2 separate regions of the Arachis hypogaea genome follow, and region 1 is linked to region 2. The links are chromatin contacts, called in public Hi-C maps. All regions are on one chromosome and are shown on one strand. The core of a region is the stretch at or near the end of the contact, and the rest is flanking DNA. Distances in the headings are between cores, read along the strand shown. Region 1 has its middle 18 kb from the start of LOC112751310. Region 2 holds the start of LOC112749250.

Region 1 (5,671 bases), core at 1,900-4,399, 55 kb before region 2:
ACACTATAATCGCAATCAAACCTCTCAATTCAAGCATTCACAAAACCACTATTTAATTTATTTCAATTATAAAGTTATCGGAAATGTTTGGTATCCAAAGAAAATCAGTCAATAACTTGCTTTATTTAGCATTTATTAATTGTTGCGATAATTAATTAATGCTAAATACGATAAATTCTGGCTGTTTTTTTTTGTCTACCTAGCATTACCCTAAAGTTATATATTACATATAAAATAAAGAATATATGCTTTTACTTCCAAGGTAAAATTAAATTTGCGTCTTTGTTCTATCATAGTCATAATTCCTCATAAAAAAAACAGCCAGACTTGCCTTATTTAGCATTAATTAATTGTCGCAACAATTAATAAATGCTAAATAAAACAAGTTATGACTGTTTTTTACTGATTTTCTTTGGTTACCAAACATTTTCGTTATGATTATATCCCTTTCCACAAACAAAGTCACTTATTCTATTGTTGATTGGTTTAATAAAAAAAATTATCTCATTAAAAGATTATTTAGATTTAGAATTTTTAATACTGTGCTTGGATTGGAATAATATGTATTGAGAGGACATTGCTGATCATCACCTTCACTGTTTACTTAGAAGTGTTATATACAAATGCAAAAATATTATTTGTATAAATACCAAAATATAATCAATCATAAAAATCAGCTGAGTATAAAATATATATTAAAATATAAAATATATATTAAAAATAAATTAAATAATATATTTATATATAAATATATAATGACTAATTTTAATAGTTAATTTTAATATATTTTTAGCATGACAAATGAAGCTAAGGTTATGTGTTTTGAAAATTAGACGAAAATTGGGCTACATGCAAAAAAATATTTCAATTTGTTGAACCACTGAGGTGTTGCAGGTAGCATGAAAGCATGACTAAACATGTTTATTCTATTAAACAATGTATTTATCCTTTCATAAATTTATATAGGAAATTTCCTTGATCTTTTACAAATTAATACAAGTATCCAAGTATCAAATCGCTCATTTAATGCTTTTTTTTTTTGTAATTTATTAAAATGTGATTTTTTTGTGTCTCCCTTTAAAATGTGAAAGAAATTAACTACTAAAAAGTATATGAATCAAGACCGCAATAATATTATGTTAATTCATGATGATGATATATAATTATTTTTTTATATTAATAAAAATAAAAATTAATAATCAAATTAATTCTTAAAAGATGAATATTTTTTAAATTTATTGTTAAAAATTTTTTAATTAAATTAGTCTTATATTTATCTTTCAGTCACTCTATTAATAATTATTTTCATCAATAATTGATGATTTGAAACGTTAATTGACAACATACATTATATCTTATATATCTAATTGAATATTGACTAAAGATGTTTATAAAAATATATTAATTTAGTCATTTTTCTCAATTACATAAACCCTGTTTTCAATATGATCTAGCAATTAAACTTATAGATGCTCATAAACATATTTGGTTAGCACTCAATTGGACATGTTAGGTGTCGTGTGTAATATCAATTAACATTTCATATCATTAATAGTTGACAAAAATTGTTAATCGACTAACTGGTCAAGAACAAATATAATTCATTCGTAATCTTTGAAAGACTAATTTGACTGATAAAATTTTTTAGAGACGAATTTAGAAAACGTCTCAACTTTCAATAACTAATTTGCCTATTAATCTAATAAAAATAATATTAATGCTAGAGGTATAATTATTAATGTTGTTTTTTTCTATCAGTTTAAATTTTTGGGATGAGTAGTTTCATATCATGGTATTAGAGCTTTATATTAAAAAAATTTAGAGTTTGATCTTTGATAAATCCTAAAAGTGAAAAAAAAGATAGCATAAGACAGATAGAAGATAAAAATAAAAGTTTAAGTTTAAGTTTTTAGGATAAGTAATTTTATTATACTTTTATTATACTTTTAATAACTATTTATATTTTATAAAAAATATAGTTTAATAAGTACTTACTTGTTTCACTCGGATGTGTGAGGTATTTAAATTTTAAAGTTGTTATTAATTTATAAAAAAAATAAATTAAAGTTATAAAACAAGCAAAGAACATTTTATTAAAATGATGTGAGAAGTCAAAATTGTGTGAATAAATAATTAATATATATAATATTGAAGAAAAGAAGGAAGTAATGTTCACTTTATTTACTAGATGAAATTACTTATGCGACGACTTTTATAGCTTATGTCGACAGAGTGATGTTGATTTCACACAACTGTTGGGACAAAACTTTTTTATTTTATTCCAATTTAGTATCATTGGACCACATTTTCTATCCTCCTTGTATCGTAGCATGTCATACTCACAAGCCACTTGATTATCAAAAGAAAAAAAAAATTAAGGAAAAAAAAAACATTTTTTGATATTATTATTATCCCAAATGCCATGACAATGATATTTTTTTGGCGCATAGCCATATATATAAGAACTGCTGCTTCATATTGTTTCCACCGCATAAATTCTTACTTAATAACTTCTTTTGGGGTAGTTGATTTTAATTAATTTGACAACCACATGGAACGTCCTTTAAAAAATTTGAAAACTACTTTTCCAATTGTAGAAATTGAAGTTTCCTCCATATCAATAGGGGTGAAAACATTTATGGCTGAATTTTATCTTTAACATATCATATCTTTAAATTTTATCTGACCTATTAAAAGATCTCATATTTTTTCTTCACAAAAATAAAAAATTTTAAAAATAATATTTTTTTTATAAAAATTTATTTATGTGTAATATATTAAATTAAATGTTTATAAAAATATCTAAATATTTAAAGTATTTAGAATATGTAAAGTATTTATAATAAAATGTGATAATTTAAAATATTTAATTTTTTTAATTATAAAAATTTATTTATTTATATTTTAATAGATTTAAATAGTCTTAATAAACCTATAAAACTAATTTGTGAGTCTAAATAATTAAATTTGATTTATTAATAAATTTAAAATTTTAAAATAATTTAAATTTATTTTGTACCAAGTCGGATTAAATTAACTAATCAAACCACATATAAATCTAAGTCTAAGTCTTACAAATTATCTGACTTGTTTCCAACCGTACACATCATAGAAATCCCATTCCAAAAAACATTTTTTTAAGATAGTAGTCATGATCCAATTCCATTCTTTATCTCACTCTCGTGAAGCATTGATTGTACTATACAATAATGCTTACTATATATTGTGATAAATTAATCAAATAATGGACATAATTTCAATAATGTTTGATGTAATGTAATAATGCAATAATGTCACAATTGTTGCATAGAATTAGCTTAATAATAATGGTGACCACTAATCATGCATGCATGCAGATGTGTATGTCTAGGTTCATTGAGAATATAATAAATTAAAAGAAGTTCATGCATGTAGCCATAAGAAAAGTTAGTTTGTACAACCAACATATCAACATTTTAATTTGTCACGATATTTTTTAATCTGACAGATTATAAATTAAAATTTATTATTTGTTAATAAATTATTATATATATATATATAAATAAATTTAAATTTTCAGTATTTATTTATAATAATTAAAATTTATTTTTCTTTTTTTTTCTTCTTTTTATCTCAGGAGTCAGGAACATAGCTTTCAATAATTCCTTATCTCCATATCTGGTGAGTTAATGTGCCTTTATTCCTATAATGTTAGTAATATCTCTTTTAGTTGATAATTGATTATACAAATATTAAAAAGTAAGTAAAATTTATTATTTTTAATCAATAATAATTATTAACATTTAAAAACATAAATTAAAATATATTATTAAATTAAAAAAATAAATTAAAAATTAAAAATAATAACATAAATATTAAATTCTGTTGGGCTTGAATATTTTTCATTGATCATTGGTGTGACACAGAAAAGAAGAAGAATATTGGCAATATGGGTTACATTGAAGCAAACGTGGAAGATAGATAAGCCATATAAAGATTGAGAATATTTTTGAGGGGTTAGTAAGATTAGGAGAATCAACATAATAATTCAATATGAACAAAAGAAAGAGTAGAAAGAGAGAAAAGAGGGGCCTTGGCCATGTGAAGAAGAATGGGAAGAGAGAGAGAGGGTAAGCATTTATATGAAATTTATAGGGTAAGGGGGAGGCATTGCCACACTTTAAGGAGCAAATAATAATAAAAGGACACGACACACACAAACGTAGTACTAAATGGGTGTGTGGTGGTGGCCTTCAATGTCTGACACACATTCTGATTATGAAAACGGTACACTTGGCCACCTTGAACCGCCGTTGATCCTTCAATACTTTATTAAAACTTGTATGATTATGCCACATACATGCTTGCCTTTCATCTCTCTGTCTCTGTCTTTGTCATCATCCCCATTCTCCTCCCATCCTCCAACTTCTACCTTCTTCTAGACCTATCCATCATTATTATTATTTTACGGAACATTTCATATCTTTTAAGTTTTTTGACTCCTCCACAAATTTCGGAGTAAATTTCAGTTTTACAATCAGAATTTCCTCTCTGCTGCCGAACTTTAAAGAGAAACTTTTCTCCCTGATGTGTAACTAAACAAATTTTTTTTACCGGTAATTTATTTTACTTTTAACCATAATAAAAATAATCGTTAATATATTAATCTTTTATATTTTATTAATATTAAAAAAATTAACAGAAATTAAACAATTATCAATAAATAATATTTTAATAGACGCAAACCAAACGTTATAACATGTAATAAATAATAACATATATTTAATTACTGCAAAAATATAAGCTAAATAATAATAAGGATAAAATGTGATATTAAACCAAATAGAAGAGAAAATTACACGATTCTATCAAAACAAAAAATGTTACCTAGATCACCTAATAGCAGATTATTATGTAATTCGAATGAGACCGAATCGAATTAGCAAAATCAAGAGTAATTTGAACACTTTTTAATTTTATTATGGAAAAGATAATGGTGTAGGACAGCGATATGGAGAAGCAGCATGCTTTACAGGCGTATGGTGTTAGAGAACTACTAATCGGATGGTGCGAGTGCTCTCAGACAAATCGGACAGTTCGATTTCAAAAAAAATATAATAATCAATTCCATCTGATGATTTGATTTTCATTTTATTAAAAAAAATTTCATACAACACGGACAGTCCGATTTGCTTCTTCCAAACTTCAAAATTTTTCCCTGCAAATTGGACCATCCGATTTGTCCATGATATTTTCTTTTAAACATAACTCGTATGGTCCGACTTGTCTATAGCACAAATAAAAAAAGACTGTCCCCACAAATTGGTCTAGCACCACTATGCCCCATAAGACAGCACATTACATACATGCCTTCAGTAACAAATTATGCATGCATGTAGTCTTAGGGTAGTTCGAATTAGCTCGATTCGAATTATGCATACATGGTGTGTTAGAGCAGTTCAAATCACACTGATTCGAGTTATATATATATAATTTGAAATTGACTGTTTCGAATTACCAAGCTCCCGACGTGTATAAATATGGTGTAAACGTGAATTTCTCTCATTAGAGTAAAATACAATGGCTAGTGAGGAGAGTTTTTTAGTATTGGTGCACTATAGAGGGTCTATTAAGAAAAAAAATACGTTCTGGTACTAAGTTTACCGATAAGGATCCCCTCAATATTTTTCTG
Region 2 (5,837 bases), core at 3,097-5,596:
AACCTTAACCCTTCCTCTACTGACGTTGCCCTCACCTTCCTCATCTCCCACGACAACCACTTTTTCGGTGATCCTGGCCTCTCCTTAGCCCTCAACGACAACTATGTCGGCATCGACCTCAACAGCGTTATTTCAGCTTTGGCCGCCACCATCACATCGTTCTCCATCACTGTCGTTCCTATCCTCAGCCACAGCTGCGACAGCGCCAGCAGCAGTAGCTTCCCGCACTATCGTTTCTCCTCTTTTCTTCAACCGCGACGGCGACGGACGACAGCAATACCACCCCTCTTCTATGAGTTTTTCTCTTCTCTCTTCTCTCTTTTCTGCGTTCTTCTTTCTTGAATTTTCTGTCTTAAATTTGAATTGGTGTTATTGTTGTTGATGGATTTTTGAATCTAATATATTGTTGTTGTTGATTCTGTGTTAGCTTTGCTTGATTTTTTTTAAATTAAAAAAAAGTTGTTGCTGTTGAAGATTTGGGTGGAATCTGAATATATTATTGTTGATGCTGCGTTATTTTGTGTTAGCTTTGCTTGATTTTTTTTAAATTAAAAAAATAGTTGTTGCTGTTGAAGATTTGGGTGGAATCTGAATATATTGTTGTTGATGCTGCGTTAGCTTTATTTAATTTTTTGAAATAAAAAAATAGTTGTTGTTGTTGAAGATTTGGATGGAGAGAGTGGAGCAGAAAAGAGGGAAGATGGAGGAGGGAGGAGCCGAGAAGGTAAACAGAGGAGAGTAAAGGAGAGAGATGATGATAAAGGGTAATTTAGTCCAAAAATTTAAAAAGGGGCAATTTTATAACGTTTTGTAACGTTAAGGATGATTTTAATAATGAAAAAAGGTTGGAGATAATTTTGATTTCACCGAAAACGTTAAAGACGAAAAAAGTACTTAACCCTAAAATTTATCACGAATATGATAATTTATATATACTAGTTCATTAATTTTTTTTTTGTTTTTCTAAAGCCGAAACAAAGAAAGAAAGAAAGAAATTATTGTTCAAATCTTTTTCATTCTCAAATTTTTTCAACCAAACAACTCAATAAAAAATTCAACTTCCATTCCAAAGTTCAACTTTCATTCTAGGTTCAAATTTTTAGATATGGATAATTTTAATGTGAAATACGATAATATTTGTTTATTTTGATATTTTACACTGCTATGATAATAGTATAAAATGTTATTGACGTTTTGTAAAAAAAATATTTTTTTAAATATAAAAATTAAAAAGACAAAACATTACCAACATTTTGTAAAAAGAATATTTTTTAATTATAAAATGAAAAAACGTGAGTGATGTTTTGTAAAAAAATATTATTTTAATTATATAAAGAGAAAAGTCACTAACATTTTGTAAATACTCACAATAAAATTTAACACTTAATTTAGATCAATTTTAAAGACTTCACCACTTATAATCTAATATAAAAAAATAAAAGTTCTCCATTCCACTTCTTCCCTCTTCATCATTTTCAAAGAAAGACAAAAGAGAAACAAAGTGATAAAATATATTTATGGAAGATATCTTATGTCGTCCAACTAACTAGCTAATTTAACTGTTATGACAGTTGTGTCAAAGTTGCAACAACCTTAGACTCATAAACAGTACCTTGATCTCAAGGAATAGTGACCTACCTCTCTACCTATCCTTTAGGTAGCTAGTAGCTATCATCAGCAAAGTTGATCTCTAATTAACTACTCATGCTCAATTTTGAAATTTCATGCATGTGTAGCAATTAGATTCCGATCAAGATCGGATAATTAACAGAAAAATTTTAAGTGTTTCAATAGTTTTAACAGTTGATTTTAATTATAAAAAATATATAAAATATATATTAATTAAATTTAATAGTTAAAATTATTAAAATACAAATGTTTTAAATATATTTAAAAATTTTCCAAAATTATATATATATATACCAGCATTAGTAGGAAGGATCTTTTTATTAATACACAAAAGAAAAGTCTAGCGGTCAGTAACTTTATTAAATTTTGACCAGCATGTAACCAGCAAAAAAACGTAAATCATTGGATGAAATCTCATACCAATCTTACACCATTAAAATTATCATTAATTACTATTTGATGGTTACAAATCATCAAAATTGTTGGGCCTAACATTCTTTTAAGACAAAACCGGGATTGTACAATTCAAAAGCAATCATCACGAGTGACTACATTTTCATGGAAGACATAATGAGTGATGGTACTATGCTTGTGATGTCTCTCTCAATAAAACAAGTTTGCTTGATCTTCACGGATACATGTGAATAAAATGAAATGTATGTTGACTACTTCGCTTGATGTGGTGCATTCCTTATCCATATTATCATCCATATTTATAGGGACTAATAATATATATAAAATTTATTATCATTATTACTAGGACTAGACAAAGGAAAGTCCCACACACAAATGTGAGATTAGTTGAGTTCTTCTCACATTAAAGTTCGTAGTACTAAAAAGAATAAATGAGACAAGGTTAAAACAAAAACAATTTAGACTAAAATATCAAAATTCATCATGAAAGATATAAATATTGAGAAAACTTACCATAAAATATTTTAAATTGAGTTGTAGCTATGAAAGATTATTTTTAAATGACAATCTAACCAATTATGAATTGAGCTATGTTGCTGTTAATGAACGATTTTATGTATAAAATTAGTGTCCAAAGTAGCATTTAGTAGTAAAGTGATGTGTAATTTTTTATTTAAACTTATATAATAAAAAATAAAATATAAAATGTTAAAGAATGTTAGTAAGTAACCCTAGCCTCCCTCTATTTTCTGTGTTTTATTTTAGGGTAATTCACATTCATAAACTAATATTTATTCAATTTTACGCAAATCACCTAAAATAAAAAACGTAACGTGAATCATCCTAATCACATCTCAATGTAAATCGAAACAGATAGATTAGATTTAAGTCTTTACATAGATCGAAATAATCAGGTTCGATTTATACATTTTTGCATGGTGTACTAGTAAATCTAATCAACCTATTTCAATTTATATATGCATGCATGGTATCCTAGTAAATCTAAACATACTACTGTTTTGATTTAGCCATACACGTGTGGCCATAGTAATTCGAAACAACCTGTTTCGATTTACACCATGATATTGTCCTCATATAATTCAAATGGGACTGATTAGATTTACTGTGAGGCCAACCTATATAAATAAGATATGAACGTCAATTTTGTAGGAGAGTAAAACACAATGGCTAGTGAGGATAGTTTTCTAGTATTAGTGCACTATAGAGGGTCGATTAAGAAAAAAACACGTTCTGAAATTAAGTTTACTGATAAGGATCTCCTTAGTGTTGTTTTGAAACCTTCAACGAGTTTCACTGAGTTCTTGAATTCTGTAATCCAAAAACTGGGGTTGCAAGGCGTGAAACGGGTTGAGAAATTATTCTATAGAATTCCGATTTTAGTTTTGCGGGATGATGTAAAGTACGATTCATTCGTCATAGGGAGTGACGAAGATTTGGAAGTTCTATTCCATTGTCGTAGGCAGTTTCCCAAGATGAGGACCACTAAGCTGTTGGCCAAGCTTGTAGATGTGGTCTCCAACTCAGGCAGTTTGAACCGGAATCCTTAAGTTCCAGCAATGACAGCCTGTTCTAATTCGAGGCCAAGCGGTACCTCCTCATTCGTGCCTGTGATTATGTCTGAGGCAATGTTGGTTACCTCCCCATCCTTCGCAGCTGATCTAAATCGTAGTGGTGACAGAGAAGTAGGTATTACTGATACGGCATTGGTTTCATTACAGGGTAGAGCACTGGATGGTATAGACGATGTACTGTGGGATGATGATAAGGATGACGATATGGAGCCGGACATAATTGCCGGTGACAGTGATGATGACATAGCAGGGGATAATCTAGTTGGGGGTGGTGGAGCGTCTAGTTCAAGGACTCAGTAGTACCCCCTCCCGCACTTTTCAAATTTGGACTTGGATGCCATGAGACAGTAAGGGATTCCTGGCGAACCTGTTGGATTTGGTGCTAGAGACACACAGGATGTTGGAGGACTAGCGGAGTTTCAGGTTGGTAAGCAATTTCAGGATAAAGAGGAGGTCGTGTTAAGCATGAAGACTATAGCATCCGATGCGGGGTTCAGTACAAAGTGGTGGAGTCTGATTATCGTAAGTACTATGAAAAGTGTAAGGAATTTGACAACGGGTACGCATGGTTGATTTGGATCAATTTTCGCCAGCACAGAGGTATTTGGGAGGTAAAACGGTACAATGGACCTCATACTTGTCTAGCCACATCGATATCAAGTGATTACAGGAGTCTTGATTATCATGTGATCTTGGCATTCATACTGTCAATGGTTAGAGCTGATGTTGCCGTGTGTATCAAGGTACTTCTGAATGCGACAGAGGCACATTTCGGTTTTAAACCGACTTACAGGAGGGTTTGGTTGGCTAAGCAGAAAGCCGTGGCACAGATTTACGGAGATTGGGATGAGTCATACAACGAGTTGCCACGATGGGTACTAGGTGTCCAGATGATGATGTCAGGTAGTGTTGCAGTGTTGAAGACAAGTCCTGTGCGAATGGGTAGGCAAGTGGATCAATCGCATGCCTATTTCCACGGGATTTTTTGAACATTCTCACCATGTATTAAGACCTTCCGACATTGCAAGCCGTTGGTCAGTATTGACAAGACCCACTTGTACGACAAATACGAGGGGACATTGCTCGTTTGGATTGCTCGGGAAGGGAATTCCAGCATCCTGCCTGTTGCCTTTGCACTTGTGGAGGGTGAGAATGCTGAGTCGTGGTCAATTTTTCTATCCCACCTCCGCCAGTACGTCACTCCGCAGCTGGGCTAACCATGACAGAGGAGCTGATTCCCAACTGTACCTACCCATGTCCTCAAGCCTGGCTATGTATGGCAGCCATCGAATGTGCAGGCGAGTACCGGACTTGTCGCCAAATAGATGAGTCCCAAAAACATCATGATATAGGCCCCGGCATACCTCCTAACAGTGGCGTTATCGGCGCCATCAGGAATCTCTCCGAATGTGTCCTGCATCCAACTGCATCTCACCGTAAACTTGTCGTGCTGTTCACAGGAGGCAATAAACCCAGCAGCTCCTGGAACCACACCTACGTTGGGCGACCGCCTTTGATGTATCGCTCAAACTCCGTCAAGCATCTACTGACGTACTGTCCATCGATCGGCAGCCGAAATTGGTATGCCACGTTCTGTAGCGTAATCGTTCACTTTCCGAATGGTATATAAAACGTGTGTGTCTCCAGACGCCATTTTTCCACGAATGCACTCACCAACGGCTCATGCAACCTAAACCAAGTCTCGTTCAGCCTGGCAAGATGGTATAAACCGGCCATCTGCAAGTACGGAATGATTCTCTCATCTAGACGCATACCTCGCTGACGTCTCATGCTACCGATACATCGGTAAGGCTGCATAAACAACAAAATAAATTGTCTCTTATAACCACATCAAAACATATTTACATAACAATATCAACTAATGCATCTCTTAATCCAAATAATGCCATAAACGCAACCAAATAATCTTACGGGTACAAGCACAAAATAAATTTATGTATTCATCAAACTAGGCCTAATAAAAATATGTTTAATACTAATAAAAGATTTTTACTAACAACCCAATTCACAACATCAATTTCATTGACTAGTCTTATTCTAACTAAGTTTCACTACACATTATCTTCACTACTCATATTCTTCTGCTTATTTGTAACCACTATCCAAATTAGAACTTGTTCGATCAAACCTTTATAGATTATTAAGCCACTAATCTAACCACTCTATCTAGTTTAACAATTG

The links. Hi-C and Micro-C count contacts between places; a contact is called where the count stands out from the background.
Region 1: a Hi-C map of an unstated tissue shows a contact between it and region 2, with 3 times the contacts expected there. The contact joins the enhancer-like site here to the promoter of LOC112749250 in region 2. A contact is called at or near these places in 2 of 8 Hi-C or Micro-C datasets (leaf and an unstated tissue).

Annotation. Positions count from the first base shown.
Region 1 is chr15:150,669,374-150,675,044 of arahy.Tifrunner.gnm2.J5K5, reverse strand. No RefSeq gene overlaps it. Among protein-coding and RNA genes, the nearest start is that of LOC112751310, 18 kb to the left of the region's middle. Within about 2 kb of position 3,149, at least 2 of the 3 cell types and tissues checked have open chromatin away from gene starts, as enhancers often do.
Region 2 is chr15:150,615,153-150,620,989 of arahy.Tifrunner.gnm2.J5K5, reverse strand. It overlaps LOC112749250, which reads left to right and starts at 4,346. Exons shown (of 2, transcript XM_025797511.1): 1 at 4,346-4,581; 2 at 4,675-4,852. The coding sequence starts at 4,346. The coding sequence ends at 4,852.